Linked DNA regions of Zea mays: region 1 is linked to region 2. The links are chromatin contacts, called in public Hi-C maps. All regions are on one chromosome and are shown on one strand. Each heading gives the region's core, a stretch centred on a gene start, on an enhancer-like site or on the middle of the called end of the contact. The rest is flanking DNA. Distances are from core to core; before and after follow the strand shown. Region 1 holds the start of LOC100191327. Region 2 holds the start of LOC100283011.

Region 1 (6,409 bases), core at 3,708-6,207, 190 kb before region 2:
CTTTTGTTTTGTCCCAAACAAGTTGGGGTAGGCTAGAGATGAAACCCACAAGAAACAGGAAAAAAACACCGAAACGGTAAAAGACAAACGGTAGAATTAAGGGTAAATAGAAAGGAGACAAAGATCATGGTTCATGCACGTTTATTGCTAGTCTCCAAGCGCACCTATCCTTAGTTAATTCCTTGGAGATATTTCACTCTTTAAGATCTCTCTTATTTTTTCTTTGACCATCTTTCTTTCCTGGAAAAATTCTCAGCTTTCGGTTTCTAAGTGAATTGCATGTTGGACATGTATCAAGTTATTGCACACAGCATAATATGGATAAACTCAAAATGACTTAGAATCGCTTGTTGGACATGTATCAAGTCATCATATACGGATAAACTCAAAATGGTGCGAGTAATTATTAATGGTATCATAGGCACCATTATTCCTCTTCCTGTATCCTTAGGATAGTATATCTGTATTGCTGTGGTAGGTCTTTTCTATAATTCAGATGTAGTTGTCTTTTGAACTGTTTGTAGAACATCGTGTTGCCTCCTTTTTGCAGCTATTGCGCTCTCTGAAGATCACAAGCCGAACAGAAGTGATGAGAGGAAACGAATCGAGAGTGCTGGTGGAATAGTTATGTGGGCTGGTAAGGTCTACACTAACCACACCAAGTACACTCACATGTTTCCATGATTCAACCAAACGATCCTTGCCATGATCTTGTATTCTTGTTGGCTTGTTGCTCATAGTGGCCAATGAACTTCTACAGGAACTTGGAGGGTAGGTGGTGTACTTGCAATGTCTCGGGCATTTGGCAACCGTCTCTTAAAACAATTTGTTATTGCAGACCCTGAGATTCAGGTAATTTGATCTACACCTTCTAATGCTGATGTTTCATGGCTTATATGTAATTTGTGGCATTGTAGGCCTAATCTGTTTACATTTTTTGGGGTCAGGAACAAGAAATAAATGATGAGTTGGAGTTTCTAATTATAGCTAGTGATGGGCTGTGGGATGTGGTTCCGAATGAGGTTAGTTTGTGATATACATCTTTGACCTATTTAGAGGTGCAATCATGCAGATATCAATTTATTGCGCTTTCTTCATGAACATCTGCTGGAGTAATTCTAACTTCGGTTGGGCCCTTGGAGCTTAGATGGATCTGTGGCCTGAAATATAAAATTATAGATTATTGTAGTTGTGTGTGATGTCCTGATAAGCAAGGGTTTCATTGTCTCTTCATGAACATCTTAGATCCCCCCTCCTTTCTGTCCTCTCTTCCCTGGCTGCATTTTTAGCATTTACAGAAAATAATTTATATGTTCTGCTACCTTCATTTTGCATAATATCTAGAGGCACAAAAGCCATGCAAATTCTTGCCAATTAGAGCGATTCTATGTTGTATTGGCTAGAATAACTATTCTTGTATAAAAAGCACACAAGTGTGATTGGCTGTCTAGGTATGCGTTTGGCAAATATAGTGAAAAGAAGGGAGTACGTGTGTGAACGGAATTTTTACCATCCGCTCTCCATTCTTTTCCCTTACTTTTGCAAGCCTATTGTACTGCTGGAAGTGGACAGCAACATTTTGCTGAAACAAATTTCTAAGCGTGTCACATAGTATTTCCTAATCTAGTATTCCCTCCATTCACTTTTGATAGTCCTGTTTTCAAAATTGAGTTTTTCATTTTTGATAGTCTTATTTGAGTTGTCCCAAATCTGATATAAATGACTGTTTAGGTACCTGTGCAGAGTAACTCATTTAGAAAAAAGACTGCTGCATGTATATGAAAACATCAATAATGAGGAGTTTCCGCAAAAAAAAGGAGTGTTTGATGATGTAATTAATTAGATGATAAGCAAGAGTTCTCCTTGGTCATTGTGCCAAAGTGAAATAGGACTATCATAAGTGAATGGAGGGAGTAGTTAGTAAATTGCTATAATTGCAATTGCCGCTGTATGTCACTGTATTTTTTTGGAATGGTATTTGAGGTTTATTTCAACTGCTTGCGTTAATATGTGATGCCCGTTACATAGGGGGCTTCCATGTGCGGAGATATTTTTTCTTACATTTATCTTTATTGGGCCTCTTTGGATGCATATTGCATGCTCATGACAAATGGCAAATGGTTTCATCTTCACACAAGATGGCAGTTTCATTTCACTTATTGTATTTAACTGATGAATTCTCTGCTCGAGTTGCATAAATTTGCTGTACCATTTTGACATTTTCTACAGGCTGTGAACCGCATTGCATTTCACTGATGAGCCCCCTCTTGTCTGAGTGGAATTCTTTCGTCCGGGCTGTGTAATTGTTTGCACGTTGCAGAGACAAAATTTTTGGTGTCTTAGCGTGTTTCTAGAACAATGGGATTTGAGCTTATTTTCAGTTGTGTGGCGCTGATATCTTAGTGTGTTGCATGTTGAGCTGGTTTAATCAGCGTGTTCTTGGTGGTTTTGCGGTGTTGCCTCACCTGCTGAGCCCTTGGTGCTCAGAGGTGTCAGTATTGTGTGCATTAGTATTGTTTGAACGTACTGATATGGCGATCCTTGCTGTAAATGAAATTTGGGTTTCTCGGTGTGGGAACAAAATCTACAGAGCTTTTCCTTATTGGGGTTCTTGCTAATGGTGCACTCAATCCTTTGGTATGATGGTTGACCGACTGTCTCAACTTGTTCCCACAGGACGCTGTTTCACTTGTGAAGATGGAGGAGGATCCTGAGGCAGCAGCCCGGAAGCTGACAGAGACTGCGTTCTCCCGTGGGAGCGGCGATAACATCACCTGCATCGTTGTGAAGTTCGAGCATGACAAGCCTGGTGGCGGCGGCTACTCGCCTCCAGGCGACAAGAGTTGATTCCATTTGCTGTTGGTTATACGCTTTGCCGGTGTCCCTTTTACCCTGGGCCGGATTTTGCTGGCCCCATCCATGGTGCCCCCCGCGGCTGGTACTTGAGGAAGGAGCTGGTTCATGTTCGTCGCCTGTCTTGTCTATATTTATGCCACTAATTTTGGTCTCCGGTCAGTGGGGTTACCGGCGGGCAGTGCTTGCCCATTTGCATGTTTATCGTGGGTTCATCGTCCTATACGGCATTGTTGTAGACTTGTAGTTGCTGTTGCCTGTTGTATCAATGAGAGCTAATTCTGTGAGGCGCAGGGGGATGGGTGCACTTTGAGATGTTCCCGGACCGATCTCCTTGCAAACACCTCCGCTGCACTGTATGTTTCTGTTATATACAGATCATTGTCCTTGCACGGCCGTCAGCCAAGGACGAATGGCCAGTGAAAATGTGGTGGTGCTCACTGCCCAAAAGCCTCTCTCAAGGCAGAGGGCTTTGCAGTGTGGCCAAGGTCTGCAGCTGGAGAGGATGCTGAGTTGCAGGCTACAGCGTTGGAGTAATAGTGGGCACATGGTTCACTAACCTACTGATTTCATGAGTAGGGATCGATGGGCACCCACAGACATGAATGGAACGTGGGCATCAGTTCACGGTGCACCTATGCGTTCTCAGTAGCTAACTGTAGAGCGCCTTTGCCACCGGTTTGTCAGGTCAGCAGTTTCTAAATAGAAAAATACTCCCCTCCATTCATAAATATATGACACTGTTGACTTTAAAAAAAATTTAATCAATAGTTTTATTAAAAAATAATAATTTATAATTTATTTATTTATTATATGTTTTATCATGTAGTTTGCGTTTGACTTAATATTTTATATATTTAAATAAGTATTTTAAATAATACGAGTAGTCAAAGTTTAAAAAAATAAATAAATTGTGTCATGTATTTATGAGCCGAGGTAGTATACGTCTAGACATAATATTATATACCTTGACATAATATACGTCTAGATGCATAATAAACTCTATGTAAATTAAAAAGCTAAAACAATTTAGAGCCTCTTTATATCTTCACGGTTTGATAGAAATAGAAGCTTGGGTGGGAAAAAACGTCCAATAGCTACAGATAGAGTCTGCGGATGACTACAGATAGCATCTCCAAGTGTGTTATTTTTTTAAATTTTACTCTCTAAATTATTATTTAGAGTCATTTATATAAAAATCATTTTCTATATCTTTTCAATTTTTAACAGCCTTTCTATATCTTAGAAAGATTCACGTTTTCTATATTTAGCTAGCGAGAAACACGAAATAGATAACCATTTAGATAAGTTGTTTGAGTGTATTTTTTTTACAAAAGTCTATTTATATAGATTACGAAAAATATAAAGAGGCTCTTAGAGTTGCTCTTCTAGCAAGTTCAATAGTTATGTAAATTTTAGCTCTCTAATCATAGATTTAAGAAGTTGCTAAATAACTTTAGGAGTAAATAATGTGAATTCTTCTATAATTCTTTAAATATATGTTGTAGTTTTGTTTTGTATCTATCCAAATAAAAAAAGAATAAGTCACAAATTTCAACAATTAACTTCATTACCTACATAATGCAGTCAACATTTTTGTTTAGGAAGTTGTTAAATGTAGAGAGTAAATGTGTTTAGATAAGAAGTTGTTAAAGTTAAAAAATTTATTGAGAGAACTGCTGGAGAAAAGTTTTTATGTTAACTAACTAAATTATTAATTTAGAAAATCTCTATAGATTATATCTGCAACAGTATGAACATCTGACTTTAATTCAAGCGAAAATATATAGAGAACGTTTTTTAGCAAGTAATAAGTAGTGCTTTGAATGATGATTTTTGTTGGCCTTGATACCATTTTTTTCTTCCTCAAATGCTGATCCGTTTGTTAGCAACGAGCCAAGGACGCACAAACGGCATGCTTGCCAGATGTAACTGCCCACGTCCGCGTGTGCCTTCAAACATGCTCGTCTGGCAACACAAAGTGCCAAGCTTGTTGCATGTCGTCAGGGCGCAGACCTCACGGCACGGTGCCACGTACGCGAGAGCACCTGCACCACCTGGCCGCCTCCCTCCAACTCCAAGCCGCGCCGCATTAACACACTTACACACCGATCGCGAAACTGCTTCCTAGCTTCGTTCCGGTTCCGGAGCGCCAGAGAGAGAAAGAAAGGGAAAAGAAGCGCCTTTGCCCACCGCGCGATCGATCGATCCGGGGTCCGGCGGCCTGCCATGGTGAAGCTGGCGACGGCCAGGGAGGCGCGGCTGTACGGGCCGGCGCTGGCGGCGAGGCGGTGGGAGTACATCAACGCGGGGACATACGTGTTCGCGGCGCTGCTCCTGGTCCTGGCGGCGGCGCTGTCCATGTCCGTGTCCGCGGCCAGGCTGGGGCTCGCCGTAGGCGCCGTGGCGCTGGCGGCCGTGGCGGCCGTCAACGCACACGACCTCGCCGCGCACCTGGCTGGCGTCGACTGCCGCGTGGGACTGGCGAGGTACGATGCCCAGCTCGGGCTCGTGGAGTTCCTCGTGCCGGCCGTGCACGCAGCCGGGTGCGCGCTCGCCGCCGCCGGCCTGGCGCTGCTGGCCTCCCCCCACTCCCACTCCCAGTCCCAGCAGCGGCACGCGGCGACCATGCTGCTCGTCGCGGCGCTGCTGTGGGTGCTGGGCTCCGTGCTCAACTCCTGCCAGGTGTACGAGCGCGCCGACGGCCGCGCGCAGCTGCTGCAGTCGGGCGTGCAGGTGCCTCAGCTGCTGGGGAGCCTTCTGTTCCTGGTCGCCGCGGCGCTGAACCGCCCCCGCAGCGGCGGCGAGCCGGCGTGGCTGTGCCTGGTCGGGAGCGTGCTGTGGCTGGCGGCAGCGCTGCTCAACGTGCTGAAGGTGTTCGCCATGCACCAGAGCGACGCGCTGCGGCTGGAGAAGCTCCGCGGCGGCGCGCAGGAGTGGCTCAGCCGCGACCGCGAGGGCCGCGTGCCGCTCAACTGGGAGGAGGCCGCCAGGAGACGGGCGCTGCCCACCGAGCTCCGGTGATCATCGCCCGCGCCAGGCGCCACCCATCATTTCCCGTGCCGTAAAATGAGGGGAAAAGGGTAGATAAATAAATTGTTTCAGCGCCACCCTTTTGGGCCGTTGCTTGGGCTCAATGGAGGCCCGAAGCCCCGGATTGTAGGGCCCATTAGCTGCTGGAGCTTATCGCATTCCATTTCCTATGTCCGAGTCCCTTGCGGCTCCTTTGGAAGGAAAAGGAATGAGAGAATTAAGAGATGGATTGAAGAGGGTTGGAAGGATTAAATTTCTTTATATTCAAATTTGACTAGAATGGGTTTAATCTACCCTAATCTTTCTTAATCTATCTCTAACTGAACAAATTTAGGGTTAGAATCCCTTACTATTTAAAATTGAATATTAAAATTAAATAGTAAGAGATTCTAGCCCCCTCAATCCGTAGGTCGGATTGAGGTCGTTTCTCAGTATAGGTTTCTCAGTATAGCTTAGCAGAAGTGTCACATCCTGATTTAAGGGCTAAACCCGTGCTGGGCTAAACCCGAGCACGAATCAAATG
Region 2 (6,810 bases), core at 1,286-3,785:
CACATATAAATATATAAACTTAATTAGTTTTGTCTAAATTATAATTATTAAAATGAAATTCAATTCCAACGAAACAAACGGGGCCTAAGAGAAAACTCTAGAAATATATGATTTGTCAAAGGAACAAATTATTACTGAAATCCTTCCTTTATTAACCTTTCTTTTTAATTAGAAAACATTGTTTTAGAATGAATAGTTTTAAAGGTAAGATAATTATGATGAAAAATATATTTTAACTTAAAAATATTGGGAGAATTTTACTAGTCTTCCAAAATAAGACTTTGGGTGTTACAAGAAGCTTCTCTTTCTCTTCTTCTGGAACATTAAACACTATACAACTCATCTTTTTTATTCTCTTTGCTTCCAAACAAGTCCATGGTACCCGTGAGTGCCGGTCACTGCGTGTGGGGCCGGCAGTGTCCCGCGCCCACACGGCAGTGGGGGATCTGGTTACACCAACACCAGGATGTGCAATGCTGATCGGTCTCACCATTTCACGGACGTAAAAATAATTCTCTTGCAATGGCTGCTGGTAAAAATAGATTATCCTCTGCCAACAGCAGAATTCAACAGTGACAGCTGAATCGCAGAAGAGTTTGCCAAAGAAACAAAGGGCCCTGTAGGTGATGAACAAAATGGAGAAATGCTGACGTCTTTATTGCTGCTATAGGAGGCGGAAAAACTGATTCAGGTACAGAAACCTGTCCCGGACGTACTAGCCAGCTCCGCACATGGCGACGGTTGCACGTCGAGTGCGCTGCCACTGACGGCTCGGCATCTCCACGGCCCGATGGAGTCGCTGCCAATGCCATAGAGCTTCACGTTGGAGAGGCAAATGTTACTGAAGACCGAGTCCCTGATGCCCCGTATGAGCCCGGCCTGCCGGACGTTCCGGCCCCAGACGTTCCTGACCGCCACGCCGTCGATGACGGGGAGCAGGCTCGCGTTGTAGGACGCGCCGGGGTGGCCCCCAACGTCGCCGGCGATCCTCAGGCCGTAGCGGGCGCCGTCCAGGGTCACCTGGGAGACGGTGACGTTCCGGATGAAGCCGCCCCTGCCCGAGTTTGTCTTCACGTGAACCCCGACGCCCACGCCGGAGAAGCTCAGGTGCTCGGCCACGACGTCCTCCACGCCGCCCGAGGTCTCGCTCCCGACCGCGAAGCCGGCGAACGGGCCCGACCCGGTTATCCTCCGGACCGTGATGCCGGAGCTTGGGCGGCCGAAGGCCACGCCGTACTCGTCCCACCCGCTCTTGATGGAGATCAGGTCGTCGCCGGCGGAGATGTAGCAGTCCTCGACGCACACGTTGCTGCTTGAATCTGCAGGGCGGAGATGTTGTTTGTCAGCACAGCAGAGCAGGAAGGAATGCTCAGCTCAGGTGGTATTGTATTTATTTACCTTACCTTACCTAGATCGATCCCGTCGGTGTTGGGGGAGTCGTGCGGCGCCAACACAGTCAGGTTTGCTATCACTACGTTGCTGCAGTAAACCGGGTGGATGTTCCAGAACGGCGAGTCCTGGAAGACGAGGTTGGAGACGACGACGTCGGTGGAGTACATGAGCTCCAGCAGGTGCGGCCTCGTGAAGGGCAGCGTGCGCTTCTTCCACATGTCCCACCACACGCCGCCTTGGCCGTCGATGGTGCCGTTCTCACCTGACGCCGCAGACCAGAACAGAATGCGGAGCTTTGAGCAGATCGATGGAGGAGTGGCTCAGTGGGTGGCTGTCTGGCTGGCAGTGTAAGAAAGAACCTGTGATGAAGACGTCCTGCAGACCGTGGCCGTGGATCAAGCTCATGTATCTCCCGCCAGGCAGCTCGCGCCCTCTCCCGTACGACGGCAGCGGGTCGATGAGCGGCCAGCTCGACGTGTCCTGCTCACTTATTAGTTCGATGGTAGCAAGGCATGGCTGGCAGTGGCGGCGACCAAGAACCACGAAGGGCGATGGGCAATTGCCCGTACGGTAGCCGGTACCTGGGTGGCGCGGACGATGGCGCCGCGGGCGAGGAAGAGCGTCATGTGGGAGGTGAGGTTGAAGGGGCCCGTGAGCCACACCCCGGGCGGCACGTACAGCAGCGTGCCGCCCCGCGCGCCCCGGCGACGCGCGATGCGCGCCACGGCGCGCGCGAACGCGCCCGTGTTGAGCGTCTGCCCGTCCCCGCGCGCCCCGAAGCTGGCCACGGACATCCACGCCCCGCGCCGCGGCGCCGGCCCCGACCAGCACGTCTCCTGCGCCCCCGCCGATGGTGGCGGCGGCAGCAGCAGCAGCAGGACCGCCGCCGCCGCCGCGAGGAGCAGGCCCAGCGTCGGCGGCATTCTTCTCTCGTGGCGTGGCGTGGCTGTGAGAGTGAGGGAAGCGACGAGCAGGAGGGGACAAGGCGCAAAAGCTGCTCTGCGTCCCGGCTTTCAGCGTGCTGTGTAAATGCGCTTGCTGTCTTGCCTGCAATTGACGAGCTCGCCACTGTGTGTGTGTGTGATGAGCTGTGGATCGGGTCTGGTCGGTCCCTTGTGCTCGAGGATGGCAGTGGCACGGCAGCGTCGGCAGTGTGTGTGAGCTGGCGGCGGCCCCCATGACTTGTGTAGGATAGGATCCATTCAGAGGCACAGTCGTCACCCGTCACTGTCCACTCCTACTTCCAGACTCCCAGTCCTGTATGTCTCACGTTACGGCCAATATAGCTTCTCCTCTAACTAGCTTTTTTTTTCTTTTTCAATTCAACCCTATATATAATTTAAAAAAATGTGTAGTATGGGATGGGTCGGACGGAGTATGCGTTAGGGCATGTACAACCCAGATACTGCTGCACGGTACTCCAAGTAAAAAATACAACTAAAACACAACAGAATACAGTGGTCATGTCTAAAACATGTATTTTACGATATTCATTGTACCAATCAGAGTATTCAATAAATTAAAGTGACCAATCAGATAGTCTCCTGTCTCGAACATAGAGCTAAGACACTGTGTCTTCGTCAAGATACGTGTCTTGAGTTTTTTTACATTCACCCCCCTAAACACTGTAAGACACAACTTAAAACACCCACTGTACATGCCCTTAGCATTTACTACAGTGCAAGTGCAGACGTGCAGTGATGGTACAACCAAAAATAAATACAGACGTGATCCAACTGCATCGGGTACCGAACCCGTCGTGCTGCTGCATGTACCTCTACAGACCCACTTTATAATTTGTCCCTGAAAATTTCATACCAATTTTCATATGTGCACCTCCTCAAATCAAATCAGCATTAGGCACGGGTCTAAAACCACTCACTCGGTGACGACATACTCGATATTCGTTCGCTAGTGTTAATAACCGGCTGGTGTCGTGGCTCGCATATTTCCACTTTCATAGTATCTAAACCCGATCCATTTCACAGTTTATTCGCATTAGGGGTTTTCAAAGATGTTTACTGACGTTGCAAACGAACTCGTGCAATCCGCCATTTTCATATAGCATCTTTCAGTGACCTAGTCTGCTCGTCGGATTTGAAGGCGTACTCAGTTACGAGTTTTTACATTTGTTATTGTTGCAATCGATCTATCTACGATATAGATTGCAATCTGAAATTCCGTTAAAATATTTTGTATGGTACTCATAATATTAAACCCCAAATAACTGATAGCGGAACCCTAAATTATTTTCGGTGTGACATTATTATGCATATTTTGTTTTTAATTAATTGGAATCAAACATACATAACGGTACACATTTAGATTGTTTTGGCAAAATCTTGCAGTATTTATGCGGATTACGTTCACATTTATGATACTAATTAATTTACATAGACTCATATTAGTAATGCATAAATGTATTATACACGTAGGCAGTTGGATGACGTTTGCACTTATGCTAATTAACATTCATCTCTTAATTTTTATATAGTTATGACAAATATGTTTGCTCTTATGTTGATTACGTACATAGTTATGACAATAATTATTTGCAGAGATGAACATTAGTTTTGATGCCCTCGTATTATATGCTAACATGTGGATGTAGTTATATTCAATTCAATGCATTTGGAATAGTTAATGAATGTATCAATACAATTCATACACTGTCGGGTTTTTATATATAACTTTTGTTGGTTGTTTCCTAATAGTTGTTTTAAAGGTGCAATATATCTCAAATATTGTATATATCATTTATGCAGATTTAGCATTGTGCAGAAGTTAGATTCAGAATGAAATCTGTTGACCATCCTCCTTCCGACCCAAAGAAAATAACAATCGAATCAAGTCAAAAAGTACTGTTGAGATCCCCCGCACTGGGAATAATGCCAACAACTCGAGGCAGTCGATTGCTCCAGATGTTGATTCCCCAAAGCAAATGAAGCAACTTTATGTTAGGCGTAATACAAAGCGGTTTGCAGGACGTGGAAAAAAAGAATCTGATGTAAGTGGAAACATAGATAATGATGATGATTTCATGCCTGCCCTCAAGAAGAATCGGCATGTCAGATTTGATGAGAAACCAACTCCTCCTCAGCGGCAATCACCACACAGACATGTTATTTCTCCTTCACCAAATCTGCCAAAGCAAAAAAAAAACATTGTTGAAGATGCAACTATCAAACAAACAACTGTGGTGAAGAATAGAAGCGAAAAGAAAACCAAAGACAGAAGAACACGGGTTGGTGACAACGACAACTAATTTTATTACTATTGCAACAGTTATTGAACATAATACATACTAAATAATTCATAAATTTTTTGATTGATATTACGTTCATAATATAGATACTATTTGTCGTGTACGGTAATTAGGGGTACCCCCAATGCTCCTTAACCTGGCTGGAAAACATCTTCAGAACAAGCCATACACGACTGATAAAGCGCGGTTCAAGTCGAGGCCTCATCTACCAAGGGACGCGACCCCATCCGAGCCCGGCCTCGAGCGGGAACAGTAGTCCCGGACGGATTCACGCCTCACTCGAGGGTCCCCTCAGTCAGCAGACGCACCCCCGTCTCACCCAAGGCTAAACTCGGGCGAACTTTGTCGTACAGCGACCTCGGCCGAATCGCCTTACCAACCGACCGTATCGCATGCGCATTTAATGCGGGGATCGCCTCACACCTTATCCTGACACGCGCAAGGTCGAAGTGACCGCAGTCACTTTGCCCCTTTACTAACCGTTCTGACAGGAAAACAGCGCTATTCACCCCATTCTGACTACTGTGCCAACCACCAGGGTAAGACAGACGACAGCAGGTCTCGACATCCCCCGAGTTCAGCCTCGGGCGCAACAGGGAGCTCCGCCTCGCCCGACCCCAGGCCTCGGCCTAAGCCTCAGCCTCGGGAGGAGTCACGTCCTCGCTCGACCCCAGACCTCGGCCTCAGGAGAAGTCTCTGCCTCGCCCGACCTTGGGCTTGGACCGACCACGCCACAGGGGATACATCATTACCTTGGCCCTAGCTAGCTGCCTCAGGCTACGAAGGAACAAGACCGGTGTCCCATCCAAACTACTCCGATAGCAGGTAATGATGGTTCCCCGCGTGCGTCTATGACGTCGATAGTTCTCAGCTCCCTACGGAAGCAAGGAAACGTCAGCAGAATCCATGCCGCACCGCCAGCTGCGCTTCTATAGGGCTCCAGCACTTCTTCGACGGCCACGTTAACACGTGTACAGGGCTCAAGGCACTTCTCCGCCAGCCACGTTAGCACACAGCTACACCCCCATTGTACAGCTGGGCATCTCCTTGTATCTATAAAAGGGGATGTCCAGAGCCTTCCTATGGGGGGGAGACGGCGGAGGCAGACGAGCAAAGGCAGGCAGAGTAGGAGAGACGCGGTGGAGGCAAACTCAGATAGCTCACCTCAAGGCCAAACCCTCTCTCTCTCTCTCTCGCAATGCTTGTTACCCCTACTACGAGCACCCCGGTGCAAGATAATATAAGCCTCATCCTCCCGCTTGTGTTCCATCTTGCATCAACCCATCTAGGCAGGGACACGCAGTGACAAATTCACTGGTCGGTTGACGGTCCTTGCTGGTCCGAAACGCCAATAGTTGGCACGCCAGGTAGGGGCCTGCTGCTTGTTGACAAACACTTTCCCGTTGAGTTCCAGATGGGTAGCCTTCAGCAGCCTCTTTAGCCGGGGACGGTGCTCCGCTTCGGGAGTCTGGAGTTCATGTCCTGCGACGGCAGCTATGACATGGTACTACTCCCCTCGTAGCACGACAACAACGACGGTCGTCAGCTCGCCCAGCGGCGGCGAACTCGACGACGGCATCTCCCCGTGGCAGAAGAGGAGCATCCGGGTTTGCCCCGCCACCCTCCTCACCGGAGGAGGGGGAGACGGGGCAACCGTGGCCAGGCAGGAGGCGGTACCTCGTCGGCTGTCGGACTAGAGAGAGTCGACGACGCCGGCACCCCTACGGGGGACATGTTGGGTGTTGTCCTCGCACCTGAGACAACGACGGGTGTCGCTTCCCCACAACGTGCCAACTCCAAGCGGACTGATGACGCCAGCACCCTCGCGGAGGATTTGTTGGGCGTTAGCCTCGTACCTGAGAAGACGGTGCATTCCGTCCCCGATGCGACTTCACCACCGTCCGTCAACCAAGAGGTACCATCTGTTTTCCACCCTATTCCCTTTAGGTTCAGCTTCGATCCACCAAGCGACCTCGCTTCGGTGAGCGCCTTCGCAAGGGCATATCCTGACCTTCCAGGGTACCATATGTGGTCAACCTGGGACCGACTGACGGTCGTCTCAACCTATGGACCCGCGGGTTCCGAGGAAGAGGACGACCCCGACTTTGGTTGGGATTTCTTCGGGCTCCGTGATCCTAGTGCCATGCGAGACT

Evidence for each region. A called contact is a pair of places that touch in the nucleus more often than the background predicts.
Region 1: a Hi-C map of ear shows a contact between it and region 2, with 2.9 times the contacts expected there. The contact joins the promoter of LOC100191327 here to the promoter of LOC100283011 in region 2. A contact is called at or near these places in 1 of 25 Hi-C or Micro-C datasets (ear) and 1 of 3 datasets of contacts at active chromatin or transcription factors (leaf).

The regions. Positions count from the first base shown.
Region 1 is chr8:77,862,876-77,869,284 of Zm-B73-REFERENCE-NAM-5.0, reverse strand. It overlaps LOC100191327, which reads left to right and starts at 4,957. Exons shown (of 1, transcript NM_001136761.1): 1 at 4,957-6,147. The coding sequence starts at 5,083. The coding sequence ends at 5,877. It overlaps LOC100279239, which reads left to right. Exons shown (of 9, transcript NM_001152260.2): 6 at 551-637; 7 at 761-852; 8 at 948-1,022; 9 at 2,677-3,145. The coding sequence ends at 2,847.
Region 2 is chr8:77,670,819-77,677,628 of Zm-B73-REFERENCE-NAM-5.0, reverse strand. It overlaps LOC100283011, which reads right to left and starts at 2,535. Exons shown (of 4, transcript NM_001155913.2): 1 at 1,974-2,535; 2 at 1,752-1,872; 3 at 1,409-1,654; 4 at 637-1,319. The coding sequence starts at 2,315. The coding sequence ends at 688.